Linked DNA regions of Triticum aestivum: region 2 is linked to region 1. A link is a contact called in public Hi-C data. All regions are on one chromosome and are shown on one strand. The core of a region is the stretch at or near the end of the contact, and the rest is flanking DNA. Distances in the headings are between cores, read along the strand shown. Region 1 holds the start of LOC123047118 (probable E3 ubiquitin-protein ligase HIP1). Region 2 has its middle 17 kb from the start of LOC123047119.

Region 1 (6,936 bases), core at 1,159-3,658:
GCCCATGGACACCCTCAATGTTTTTCCTCTTGCAAGCTAAACGACGACCATCCAGGGAACTGCCTGGTCTTTGATCCATGTCCTCTGGCATCAGGGGAAAATTACCCAAAGGATTTTGGAAAGCATTCATAGAAGGGAACGGCTCTGGCTGCTCGTCGTCTAAAACGAAAGCTCTGTAAGGATGCAATCTTAGCTCCGTGGCCTGGGCGGTGGCATCAGCACGGGAACTGCCAGCATGTTGCTGTTTGCCTTGAGAGGCGCTGTTGGCATTTGAACTCTGACCGAATAGATCATGGCTACTGGCATTATTAAGGCTTATGTCCACATTATCCAGAGAAAGGTTGTGTTCAGCAGCCAGGCGCCTCTCGCCAATCCTCAAACCACCACCAATGTTCAGATGCTCAGCTTTGATCGCGTTAGAGCTCCCATAGTTCAGCGCATTGCCGCTTGAACTAGCTTCACCTGACCCCCAAAAGCCTAAGAACTGGCCATCTTGATGTGCCTCGCTTCTATACGGAATGGCCCCGTCGCCGCGGTTCATCTCATAACCTTGGAGGTTCTGCGAGTCTGCTGCTCCAAGCATGTTGTTCCAGTACGCCTGCTGGTCCATGACAGGGTTGCCTGAACCAGACCCATGATCAAACCCGAAGACGTCAGCTAGCTGTTCGACAGAATTCCTCTGCCCTTGCATTATCGAAAGGGTAAAGGGGTGTCCTTCTACAGATTGTTCTGCAGCAATAGCATGTCAGATGCTGTTCACCTCTTCACCAGCAATTCAAGTGTGACCTACATACAAGTGTTGAAAACGCATTAGAAATTTTGGAACAGAAAATTCTTCTGAAATCTCAACATCCCTAGAGGGAAAAAAAAGAGAGGAAGTAGCAGACTCTCAGATGGTGGAATGCTGAATGCTGCTACTCCATTAAGGTTTGGCACAACAACAAAAAAGACGATCCCTATCAAAACACCGCGAATCCAGTCCTCTTTGCGGCCTAATCTATGACAGATAGCAGATATCTACACACATTCAGAAAAAAAAAGGTGCGCTTCTGGGAGTAGCCACACCCATAACCCCATTGCTATCTGGAAGTAAATGCACCCATCCTGGACTGAGATATCCAGCGATTCATCCGTGAGCGCATTAACCGTACGCCGAAGCGATCTTGGCGTGAGCCGCATTTGGTGAGGCGTGTGTGCGGATACAGTACACCAAACTTGATGGCGAGTTTGGCCTCTGCTCTGCTCTGCTGCTGTAAGCAAAGGTGGCCACTGGCTGCTGCGCTGATGCATGCATTATTATTTTCCGGCTGGAAGCAAGCAAAAGGTGATGCGCGCATTTTTTTAATAATTAATTCAATAAAATTAATGAATTAAAAGGGAGAAAAACACGGTGATTCCCACATTGCTTGCATGCGGCCTCAACAGACGGACGGGCTGCATGCAGACGATGGGGCTGGGGCCCACGGGTTGTGCCTGGGAGCAAGGCTTAAAAAATGGCCTCTTTTCTCGCGCATTTATTTCCCTTCGCTTTCGGTTTTGCGAAAGGATGCGGTAAAACCAGCGAAAAGTAAAGGAAAGGTAGCCATCCATGGATGGATTCGAGGAGCGGATCGGTTCTCCCGTCACGAAATCGAACGACCAGCGACGGGGGAAGCGATTTTGACCCAGCCGAGCAGCCCAGAACGGCCAGGAAATCTCTGCCTCGCGCACCCAAGAATGGGAGGAGAAATCATCATGAGGATGAAGAACTCTGTTCTACTAGTAAGGAAAACCGTGAATGTTTTGCCATGGCATAAGGCGTGCTCGACGAAGGAAACACGCGGCTGGATGGGCCATGAGGAATCATCAACAGGGAAAAAGAGACCATGTTTTGAAAGAACCAAGAACTCGAACGGGAGCGAAATGAACGAGCAGATTGAAAGAAAACAAGAAGCGAATAATAATAATAAACAGGGAGATGGAACAAAAACAAACCGAGAAGATTTTCAACGCCTCGCGAGAAGCACAATCCAAGCGGAGATCAAACTCGTTCGCATCCACCGTCTTGATTCCTGCCGATCCTCTGGAGCGAGGAGAGGGAGGAAGAATCGGCCCAGGAAACGGAGGAAGAACCAATCAATCCCTTCCCTGGAGGAAGATGGGCGGAGAGGGAGGGACGGAATTCGGAGAGATCGATGCGGGTGGAGAGGAGAGGAGCGGGGAGAGAATGGGTGGAGGAAAATCTGGCAAAGACCAGGAGAGGAGAGGGAGAAAGACGGGGGGAGGTTGGAGGGTGGTGATGAGAGGAGAGGAAGGATGGATGTATGTATGTAATGGAACGGGGGGAAGGGAGAGGGAGAGAGAGAAGTTTGGCCGAATTCGGATTTATTTATCTCTCTGCCTCACGCCGCACACTCTCTCTCGCTCTCGCTTTGGTCTTTGAGGGTATCTCGATCCTCCCCCACTAAAACATCTTTATAAATAAATGCTCTCCTGGAATTTTAATTGCTACTGCTGTAATGGAGTACGCCTCCTCCGAAAACGGCCAGAGATTAGCGTGGCCCGTCTATCTTTGCGTTTTCGGCCGCTTTTGGGCCTTTGGACTTTCGAGCAGCCCCCTCCCCCTTTCTTTGCATGCTCCCCCATCTCTTTCCACCCTTCTTTGCTCCTGCGTTGGACGGATATCCCTACCTATATCTCTTTCCTTTTGCTTATTAATGTACTCCCTCTGTAAACTAATATAAAAGCGTTTAGATCACTAACGCTCTTATATTAGTTTACAGAGGGAGTACGTATGTATATATCTATCTTTCCACCCTTTCTTTTCTTTTGCTTATGTATATCTATCTTGGGCATTTAATACTTCAAATCTGTAATCCAAGTGCCACGGGATATGCTGGGTTGTGTTCCGGAAGGCCCCCACAGAACACATGTCAGTACTACTACTACTATACATCATTTAAAAAAACAGGGGAGTGAAGGCCGGATGAGTAAATTTCTCTCTGGTCAGGGTTCGCCATTATTACATCATGCCATTTTTTCAAGGGGAGGGGGGGAGCCGCCGCCCCCGGAGCAAGACCCGTTTTGTGTCCGTAAACGAGGTTTGACCGCATCGACGCCTCTGCATCTGCATGAACGACGGCCTCCTCAGTTCATAAAAATCGCGCGGCCACGGCCACGCCCTTGGCATGCACGATGGCAGGAAAAAAGGCCATGCCGCCGAGTGACCGCAGCGCCACGTTTCGGCTCCTCCGCGTGGCTGCTTTCCTGCTCACCACCGGAGCATCTATCTAATCTAAACAAGAAGCCCACTAGATTTTTTGCATTTGCACAAGTCGCAAAGCGAAGGAAATGGTATTCTATCCTCGCGATCCTCTCGTCAGCGTCCCACGCACTCCCCTCATCCACAGCGCGCGCACGTCGTCGCCGCCGTCAGCGCCGCTGGAGCTAGCGCCGCCCGGGTCAAAAAGCCGGCGCGTGCGCCCCGTGGATCAGCGGCGCGCTCGCGTCCGTCCGTCTATCCCGACGATGTCATCGTGGATGCCGCACCGCCGCAGTTGACGCGCGAGCTCGGCCCGAGGATCACCGGTGCCATCACCCATCAGGATAAGCAAACGGCGCGGCCTGGTGCTTTCTCTGGCGGGGCTCGCTGGCGCCATGTGGCCGTGGTGGTGGTGGTGGTGGCGGTGGTGCCGGGAATATACGGCGGGAATTCGTCCGGCCGTCGCTTTTCTTTGCTTTGCCCCCTTATCTTGCGTACCTTGGTCTGGTTTCTCCATTTGGGTTGGATTCCCTGCGCTTTGGTGCCCCTGCTCTCCGCCTGCTTTGGGCTAAATTACGTAAAGAACCACTGTCGCGGTGGGGCCCGGCCCGGAGATCCCCGGCTTGTCTTTATGGCTGGCTGTTGCGCTTGCTGCTGGTAATTTGTCCTCTGGGCTATGGATGAGAGTGAAATGGAGGAATAAAGAAAGGCCAAGGATCAGTATCTGCTCACAAGGCCGAAGGAAAGGACTGGCTGAATCGGAATATAATTTGCCGGAAACAAAAGAGTGGCTCACAAGGCAGGCAGCATATGCGTGGGTTATTCTCGCGTACTGCCATTTATCCAGGCGTATAAAAAAGGACCTTCGTTTCACACATGAAGATGATTTCTGTTCACTAGTAAATTTAAAAGAAAACATATTTGAGGCTGTAGTTCAACATAGGACGCCGCCGGTGCACATCTGACGTTACTGCAATGCAAATCATCTCCGTGTGGACTGGATCACTAGCCATCCCTCGGCCCGGGCCTGGGTTCGCAAGGCCCGTCTCGAGCGTCGGACCTAAAAATCAGGTCGGGCCAGGTCGGGTCGGGCTTTTTAGGGCGCCTGGGCCTGGGTTCGCAAGGCCCGGCTCGGGCGTCAGACCTAAAAATCAGGACGGGCCGGGTCGGGCTTTTTAGGGCCGGGTTGGGTCGAGCCGACCGGGCCGGGCTGCCCATGGCTAGGTCTAATCACTAGTGCTAGAGTGTCCTAGACTGTAGCTTGTTATTTCACGAGGGCAAATTTGCGGATAAAATGTTCAACTTCTTTAAAAAGTGGCAGGATTCATGTCTTCATTAATTAAGAAGAAAAGAGATGCTCAATTAAATAGAAAAATCGGGCGAAAACCAGATTGCTCAGTTATTTATGTAAAACCGGGCAAAACCATCACAACCGCTAAGCGGCACACCACTCCAAGAAGGGCATCACTAAGACAGCACACACACGTTATCATCCTCACACCTTCCGTAGAGGCGTTATCGTCATCTCTAAACCCTGAGCCAATGACTCAGACTTCGTCGTAGGCAATCATTGACTCAACCCACAATGAAGAGGTTGTGTGAAATCGTATGAAGATCCGTGCCAAACTGAGGCACCAATGACCAGACAGAGCAACTCCGACTCTAACGGAGAGCTACGAAGGACGAAACCCAGCATGGTTGGTGCCAGGGAAGATCGCCGAACGGGCCACCTGCAGCTAGTCATCGTACACCATAGGGCCGCCGCCATAGCTTCAACTTCACAGCAACAAACAAACCGAGGCAACCCCACGGACACGCCGAAGAAGAGCTGACTACCTCAACCACTGTCGCATCGCCGACATCGCTCCCACCATCATGGTTGCCACAGAAACCTAGACGCCACAGCCACCGCCATGCACCAGTACCGCTCGACGATGCCGAGCTCCGAAGATGAATCCCCTAAGAGGGAATACGACACTGAGGCGTTGCCATTGTCTGATCATATATCAAGGATTTCACCCCGAGAGGTCGGATGGCCGGATCCACGTGAGAGGGGTGCGACAACAAAGCAACGATGCCTCCAAGAAGGTCAGCAACGACCGCAACTGCCACCATCGCTGGTCACGGCACAAGGCCACGCAGTATTTTCACCCAAGCTCCCACACCACCTGAGTTGCACATCTTCCCGCAATGGCGCCGGCAAGGCCACCAACCCACCACCACCATCGGAGCTGCCCATCGACGAAGAAGAAGCACCCAGATCCGTCGCAACCAACCGCACCTCGTTGAGGCCACCGGCGGCTAACCTCCAGAATGACGCGCCAGATCCATCAACAACCATCAGGACAGAGCACGAGCCGCCATGCCCAGTCGAACACCATGCCGACAAGGAACTGAGGAGCGTTGCTCGAAGCCAAGAACCACCATGGTTCCAAACCACAGGCCAACATCGGAAGCACCAATGCGCCCCATGCGTGCCATCGCAGCCGCCGGAGACCGGATCTGCAACACCCGCTATCGGAAGCGCCCTTCCTCGCCATTCCATCCCCCGACCCGCCACTGCTGCAAATTGGGCCTAAGACGACACATGTATCACACACCATTCTACGGAACAATGCGCATGCATCGCAAAACGGTAATGAAATATACTCACGTGCGCGACGGGCCATCCATCGAGCTTGATGTTTGTATGTAGATCATGTGTGATACGGGCACAAGGTAAACTATAGTTAGGCATCAGTGATATGTAGTTGTAACGCGCAAAATTGAAATGTTTGACTCATGTGTGTTGAAAGGCAAATGCTTTATGGTAATGATTTGTTTGCAATGGGCAGTAGCATCACACACGATGCATGATGTGAGTACTCGTGTGTAATGATTTAAAAGTTACACACACGGCGGTGACGAAGCAGATTTTTGTAAGATCCCTCAGTAGGGGTCCAAGCGCAGCTGGAAGTCGTGAATCGGAGGTCACACGAGGGGTTTATCCAGGTTCGGGCCTTCGGAGAGTAATTCCCTATGTCCTACTGGTTTGGTTATTCATAATGGAGGGATACCTTGTGCGAGGGGTTACAATCGTGTATGATGTTGCTAGCAAGAGTTTCTCCTATCTTAGGAGGGATCCTTAGGCGAACTCTAGACCTGAGAGGTCTAGGGTTTACAAGCTGGATATGATCTAGCATGCCGCTGGCCCCTAGTCTTGGGCGTCAAGAAGTTCTTCTGGCCTCCTAGGGTTAGCATAATGTCGCGAGCCTGTCCACCCCTTGTAGTTGACGAGGTCGGGCTCCTCGGTGCAATCCACCCCTGGTATAGGACCCCGTCAGTAGCCCCCGAGCTTGGCGAAGGTCGCGGTTAGGATCCCGAGACCTTCGACGGGCTCCTTCTTTGTCTTGCTTCTTAGGAGCCCGGATAGTATCCGAGTCTGATATGCCCAAGGTTGCGGCCGCCTTAGGGCGTTGATTAGATGTAGCCAGTAGTTTGTCGTGAGTATTTAAGAGTAGACCCAGCCATACTTATTGCCTCCATCTTCTGCAAAAAAGGAGAAAAAAGAGGAAACCTTTCCAGGACGACGGAAAAGTGGTCCGTTCCGCTGTGGGCGGGAGGCATCTCGGATCATGACGCCTTATAAGGAGAGGGAACCGAGGGTTTTGAGACCCTACCTCATTTTGTTTCGCCCCTTATTCGTCTTCAACCCT
Region 2 (6,936 bases), core at 1,593-4,092, 700 kb before region 1:
CCTCGACCGCCGACCGGACCGGTGCATGCATGATGCATGTATCATCTCCTTTCCGAAGCACGAGAGGCCAATTTGCGCACAGAGAAGAGGGGAGCGGAACGGCGGCCTCGCTGGCACACGGCTCCGTTCATGCACCGTAGTGGGTGTCCCCCTTTCCAAGCAAATGCTCAATCATTAGATCAGCTCAGCTGGGAGCGGAACCACTTGTCAGGTGTTATGTCGCCGACTATCACACCACCCGAACCTGGCACCACCGTAGGTATATGCTCGCTCCATGTGTAGTGCCGACTCTTATATAAATAAAAATAAATTAAGCTCCTCGTCCAAAAGTCAAACGTAACGCTCGAGTGTGTCCCTCTCCCACCTCTTGATAGAGGGATGACTCCCACGAGCACGAGTCACTACCGAGCTTAATCGCCAACCGTCCCATCACATACACATGCACGAAGCATGATCCTTCCCGCGTGCAATTTTCTTCCTAGGTAATGTAATGGTGGCCGGCATGCCGGCAGCCACTGCGCTGCCGCACCAGCAGGGCGCGCATGCATGATCACTGACTCGCTCACTCACTGCAGAGTTCCCAGGGATACACGCACCCTTTTTCACCTTTGCGGAATGGGCAGTACCGGGCGGCCATGATGATCACACATACATATAACCGGAAGAGCCTATCATCACGTCGGCGGTACTGCTGCGAGTGGTGGCGGTATCACGAAAGCGCTAAATCTGGCGAGCCTCCACTAGCCATCTACGCCACCAGGGTCGTAGTCGGAATCGGAACCAGCAGCGCCGCTTCCTTCCCCGGCCCGACCCGCCGCTTTCTTCCCAGCGGCCAGCGCACAGCGACCGGAACGGGTCGTCTCGGACGCCGCCGCCAAGCGCCAACGGAAAGCGTCCAAAAGAACGGAGGGAATTCTTTTCCGAGTTCGCGGCAGGCAGGCAGGCGGGCATGCAGGAGTCGGGGTGGGTGGCCCGTCCCGGGCGCCGCCTGTCTTGTCGGCGCGTGCGCGGGTGGCAGCGACCGGCGCGGGTGGGCGACGAAACGGAACACTGGAGCGCGATAGCGAGGCGTCACTCGGCGTGGCGCCGGACGGGCCAGGGGCGGGGCGGCAGTGCGTGTGCACGCGCCGGCCACGCCCATCGACAGCGGCGGGGGCCACCGGCCACGCCACGCCACGCACGGCAACTTGCGCGCGCCCGCGCCCTCCCTCCGGCCACCCACTGGGCTGGGCTGGCTGGTTTTAATAATCGACCGGCACGCACGCATGCCCGCTGGAACCGTCCAACTGCCGGCCGGCGGGCGGGCGGAGTCGGCGGTGGAATTCCAGAGCACGAGCATTATCCGCTGTGTCCGTGCCGACCCGGCTCCATCCACCGATCCGTATCATTCGCTTCTTAATCTATCATGATTAGCAGCGGCAGCCCAGTAGCATCATTACGCTACACTTAATTCCCCATTTGTTTACCAGGGGCGACAGGAACGCCTCGTTGTATTCCTCGTTACTCCACCCCCGGCGCATTTGTTTATCGGGCGTCATACACGGAGAGGGATAAGATAGCAACGACGACGACGGCGGGACCCGTCCACTAGCTGCAGTTTCCTCCCCGGCCCGCCCGTCGCCGTCGCCCGCTTCCCTCACCCAACTCCACCCCGGCCTCCCCCCCACTTCCAATGACGGTAACAACCAATGCCCAGATTACAACTCCGGATATGGACGTGATCCTCACTATATTTGCACCCATCCCTTCCATCCCACTCGCTTGCTCCGGGCCTCCGGCCGCTATAATTGTTATCAATTGCCAGTGCAGGCAGGCGTTTTTATAAAGGGGCAAGTGGCCTGCTGGGTGCTGGCTGGATGGCGGGCCAGTTCGTCGGTACCCAAATCTCGATTTGGTGCAGCATATCGAGCACTGGCTGCGCCTGCTCAGTTCGTTAGTTATTGGAAGCGGCAGTACAATTAGAATATGATGGGCATAGTACTCCACAGCTCGATCGGCAGGAGCATGTATTGATTAGCGCAGACCGACCGGCGCCCTGTTGGATAAAACTAGAGTGGTAAAGCTGAGGGCCGGAGGGAGCAGTATTTTATGCGCCCGGCCACAACCATGTCGACTCACACGAGCAGATCCGGTTGATTCTGCCGCTATCGTCCAAACGAACGCTACAAATCAAGTACTTGTCCCACCAGGTGGTGTCTCAGTACAACATGCGCCTTGTTGTTCTTGCTGTTACGTGAGCTGGGTGTGGGTAAATGCTCGATCGGAGGTGTCTTTCTGGTGCTATTAACTGGTTGTTACTGCTACGTGTGCTCGGTGCAGGTAAATGCTCTGGGGGTGGTCGCGTGCGCCTGCCGGCCAGCGAGGCGGCCATAAACACGGCGGCCGTATGATGCCACATCGATCGACCACCGACAAAATCCACTCGCCACGCCTAGCTAGACCTAGACCCATGGCCTTGTCCACGGAACCGGTTGGCGAACGCGCAGCGGCGTACCCACCCAACTCCCCCGTGACGACGACTCCCGAGTCGCCAACCGCGGCCCCACGCGTGACGGATTCCTCCCCCGCCTATCTCGGCTCAACACGTCGCGTTCCTATCCGCCCCAGCCTCACCGACCTCCGTTTACCCCGCGCCGCCCGCCACCATCGCATCACGGCCGTCCGTCCATCCCGTCTCTCCGTGCGACGTAACGTACTACTACAGTACTGCGCTATCCATCCGCCAACCGATCTCACCGACTCGCCGTCACACGGACGCCTCACACCTGGACCCCGCGGCCTACTAGACCGACCGGAGCGGTACGGCGCAGTGGCGGGGACGGACGGACGTGGCGAGGGAGGGAGATGCGGTGCGGTGCGGTGCGGCAGGATAGAAAGCGGCGACAGGACGGGATTAGGCGCTGGTGGACGTCATTAGGGTGCATGATTAGCAGGAGATAATGGCGTTGCCGTCGCTGGCAAGCAAGTTGACGTCGCGGGCTTGTCCGGACACGGGAGAGGATGAGACGGGTGGATGGGCAGTGGGGATGCCGTGGACGGGGAGGGAAGCGTCCGCGTCGGCGCGCGTCACCCCGGCCCGTCGCCTCCGACGCCAGCCACCTAGCCGCCCCCGCCCGACTCCATCTCCATCTCCACCTCATCCCATGTCGGTGCGTGTGGTTGGCCAAATCGGTACGTCCACCAAACGTACGATGGTGCGTATGGCCGACGCCCCCATCATTGGCTATCTATTATATTGAGAAAAAAGCTCCCAGTGCAACGCGTACGCGAAGGAGACACCCACTCTTTCCTGCCTAGGGTTCCAGGACGGCAACGTGGGCATGCCATTATCGAAATGCCGTTCTCCGTGTTGGTGACCGAACGGTGATGTACTCGATCGAATTAGTCAAGAAAGTGCGGAATTAATCAACACGGAATTCTGGTTTTATGCCGTGCTTGACTCAACGTCTCGACGATTGGTCTGCCTAAGCTTTTGTTCCCTAGACTCGAACTCGATCATCTCGTGCGGAATTACCACTGATCGTGGACAATAATATAAGAGGTCCAGCTTGGCTGGTTTCGTGGGAGGGCTTTGTCTCGCTCTAGGACTCTTGACGGTCACGTTAAAGTACTTGCCCGTTACGTTCTCAGCTATTCACAGACATGCATGTAGCGGGAGGGAATCTTTCCATTCTGTTTAGAGCATGCGGCTTCCGGAAAAGGCGTGTGGACAAGTCTTCGGAAAGATGGAGTGTGAGAGCATCTCTAACAGACGCGTTATAAATGCTCGGCGCGAAAAAAATAATGGTTTTAGCACCCGCGCTACCGTTCCCAGCGCTTCAGCGGACGCGTAAAAATCACGCGCGTGGCATATGTAATTCAGCACGCACGTGGAAACGCCATCGCGTGCCGCTTATTTGCTGCGCCTTCTCCCGCACGCTGGACTCTCGAGCGCTCGCTCACAACTTCACCTACCCTCCCAGCCGCATCGCCGCCGCCCCGCGCCACCCCATTTTTCCCGGCGATCGTTCCGGCGCTTCTCCGGTCTCTTACCGCGCGGCCGCGGCTTCGTCCCTTTCTCTCTAGTCAGCGCCGGCCGTCGCTCGCGGCACTCTCCGACGAACAGCGCCCGGCCGCCCACCGCCACTTTGGTGCCCGCAAGGTGTTCGACAAAAGGCCCGCAAGGTATGTATTGCTTCCAACTTTCACATTTTTGCATGAAATTTGGTGCATTTTGTTTATAGCCTAGTTTTGAACATTTTAGATGAGTTCGGGCTATGACTCTTCTGAAGAAGAATTTGATATGGAAGAGGGGGAGGATCTTGCAATGATCCTAGCTATGCACATCAATAAAAAAACTGAAGCACAGTAGTTCGGTTATGGGTCGTCAAAAAATTTGGAGGGATAGGATTGATACCCACAACAGATTGATGAGGCACTATTTTGTGGAGAATCCCACATGCCCCGAGTCGCACTTTCGTCGCCGCTTTAGGATGAGCATCGAGTTGTTCAGACGCATTGCAGAGAAACTAGAGAGCCATGACCGGTTTTTTCAGCAGAGGAGGAATGCCGCCGGAGAGCTCGGGCATAGCACCTTTCAGAAGGTGACAGCCGCTTTGCGTATGTTGGCATACGGTATCCCTGCTGATCTAGTTGATGATTACTTGGCCATGGGTGAGAGCCAAGCCACCATGTGTGTCAAGCGCTTCGCAGTCGGAATTGTGCAAGTGTTTGGCCCGGAATACTTGAGAACTCCCAATGCTGAAGATGTCGCAAGGTTATTGGAGATGAACAAAGCTCGCGGGTTCCCAGGTATGCTTGGCTCAATAGATTGCATCATTGGAGTTGGAAGAATTGTCCAAAGGCATGGCATGGACAATTCCACGAAAAAAAGGGTTCCACTATAATCCTTGAAGCGGTGGCCAATCACGAGACTTGGATTTGGCATGCTTTTTTTGGAATACCTGGATCTTTGAATGACATCAGCGTTGTCAATCGGTCACCACTGATGAGTAAGATTTCAAATGGTGAATTGTCACCGGTGCAGTTTGAAGCTAATGGTCGTACATACAACCATGGCTACTATCTTGCGGATGGCATCTATCCAAAGTGACAAACATTTTTTATGCCGTTAAAAAAACCGGAAGGTAAGAAATATCTTGATTTTCCAAAATGCTCACGCGGCGGCTAGAAAAGATGTGGAGAGAGCTTTTGGGATTTACAAGCCCAATTTGCTATTGTGAGAGGACCGGCTAGATTTTAGGATCAGAAGATGCTTTGGTACATAATGCATGCTTGTATGATCATGCACAACATGATCATCGAGAATGAGCGTGGGCAAGATGTAGACTACTCTCAGTATGAGCTCTTGGGACATCCCGTGCGAGTGCGGCGGAGGGCTGAAAGGGTGGCCGGTTTTGTTGCCTCTAATCATGCCATTCGACGCACGACAGCGCATAATGAACCCAAGAAGAATCTCATTGAGGAGCGGTGGGCTTGGAATGGCCGCCGAAGATCATCATGATTTGTGCGTTGATGTTGTATTATTGAACTATTTGTTGTATTTCTCAAAATACTATTTGTTTAATGAGTTGTAATAAATTGAACTATTCATTTAAACTTAGTTGAATAATGTTTGTGATTTAAAAATTATATGCCATGTGTTTTGTTTTGTGTGATGAACGTGTTGTGTATAAAATGCAATAAATGTGGATGCGCGGCTGCTCTCGCGCGCTGCATTTTAACGCACTGCTGAAGCTGCGCGCGCGCTGCATTTTAGCGCGGCTGCTGGAGCTAGCGCCGCGAACCAGATTTTAGCGTGTTGCGCGTTGGGCGTCTGTTGAAGATGCTCTTAAAAAACAATCTCAACATTTTGTAAATGAGGGATATATCTTCTCCAAAAGAAGAGAAAACCATAACATCAAGCAGTCGATAATCAATAATTAAGGTACCAATTCCTTGCCAGTTAATATCATTTCCGCTTTGTGCTACTCCCTTTGGAGACGAGCACTGTGACTGAATCACCAAGCCCGGGAGGCGGGAAAGAAAGTGAACGTACAAGACTCCATCTCACTGCACGTACCTTCATCCGGCGTGCCGTTGCCGGCCACCAGGACAAAACGGAGCTGAAAGGCACCTTTGATCTCCACGCATGCGCCCCGGCTTTTCTTGACCCGAAGAGGGGACTCAAGAGATCCTAGCTATGGTCCTACTGGCCTCGATCACGAGCCAGACAGCCAGCCGGACACAACTCACCCGATCGAGGCAAAGCAAAGCGGCCGTAGCACTATAGCCACGGGTAGTCCCCTACAACGTTATTGTCCTAGGCTATAGCACCACTAAGGGCATGTACAATGCATAGCTTAAAGGTGATGCCTCACATGCCATGTAGGATCGGATATGACGTAAAGTTGGTTCGGATAGAAAAGCGGAACCTCTTCAGAGCATGTACAATGGTGGCATATAGATACATATGTCCCATGACAAAAAGTAATTTGAGGCATCTACATTTATTTTTTCTCCCCAATGCAAGCTACCACTAGTGGGCCTCATTAAAAAAATAGAAAATAAAGATTCTAGTATACATGCATCTCTACTTTTCACTCCAACCTTTTCAGCTTTTGTCACCGGACCACACTTTTTCTCTTCAAGCACCCGCCTTCTGGAGAGGATCCCGCTTTCCTATCCGAACCTACTTTACGTCATATCCGAATCTACATGGCATGCGAGGCATCACCTTGAGACTATGCATTGTACATGCTCTCAGAAGGCGGATGCTTGAAGAGAAAAAGTGTGATCGGGTGACAAAAGCTGAAAAGGTTGAAGTGAAAAAAAATGCACGTGTACTAGAGTCTTTATTTTCTAGTTCTTAATTAGGCCCACTAGTGATAGCTTGCATTGAGAAAAAAAATATAAATGTCTTAAATTACTTTTTATCATGAGACATATGTATCCATA

Evidence for each region. Hi-C and Micro-C count contacts between places; a contact is called where the count stands out from the background.
Region 2: a contact with region 1 is called in a Hi-C map of leaf, with 2.6 times the contacts expected there. The contact joins the enhancer-like site here to the promoter of LOC123047118 in region 1. A contact is called at or near these places in 3 of 5 Hi-C or Micro-C datasets (leaf and an unstated tissue) and 1 of 1 datasets of contacts at active chromatin or transcription factors (leaf).

Annotation. Positions count from the first base shown.
Region 1 is chr2B:747,013,013-747,019,948 of IWGSC CS RefSeq v2.1, reverse strand. LOC123047118 (probable E3 ubiquitin-protein ligase HIP1) reads right to left here and starts at 2,408. Exons shown (of 7, transcript XM_044470607.1): 1 at 1,975-2,408; 2 at 1-786. The coding sequence starts at 691.
Region 2 is chr2B:747,717,612-747,724,547 of IWGSC CS RefSeq v2.1, reverse strand. No RefSeq gene overlaps it. Among protein-coding and RNA genes, the nearest start is that of LOC123047119, 17 kb to the right of the region's middle. Within about 2 kb of position 2,842, at least 7 of the 8 cell types and tissues checked have an H3K27ac peak or open chromatin away from gene starts, as enhancers often do. A contact at or near this core is called in leaf, where this site is marked.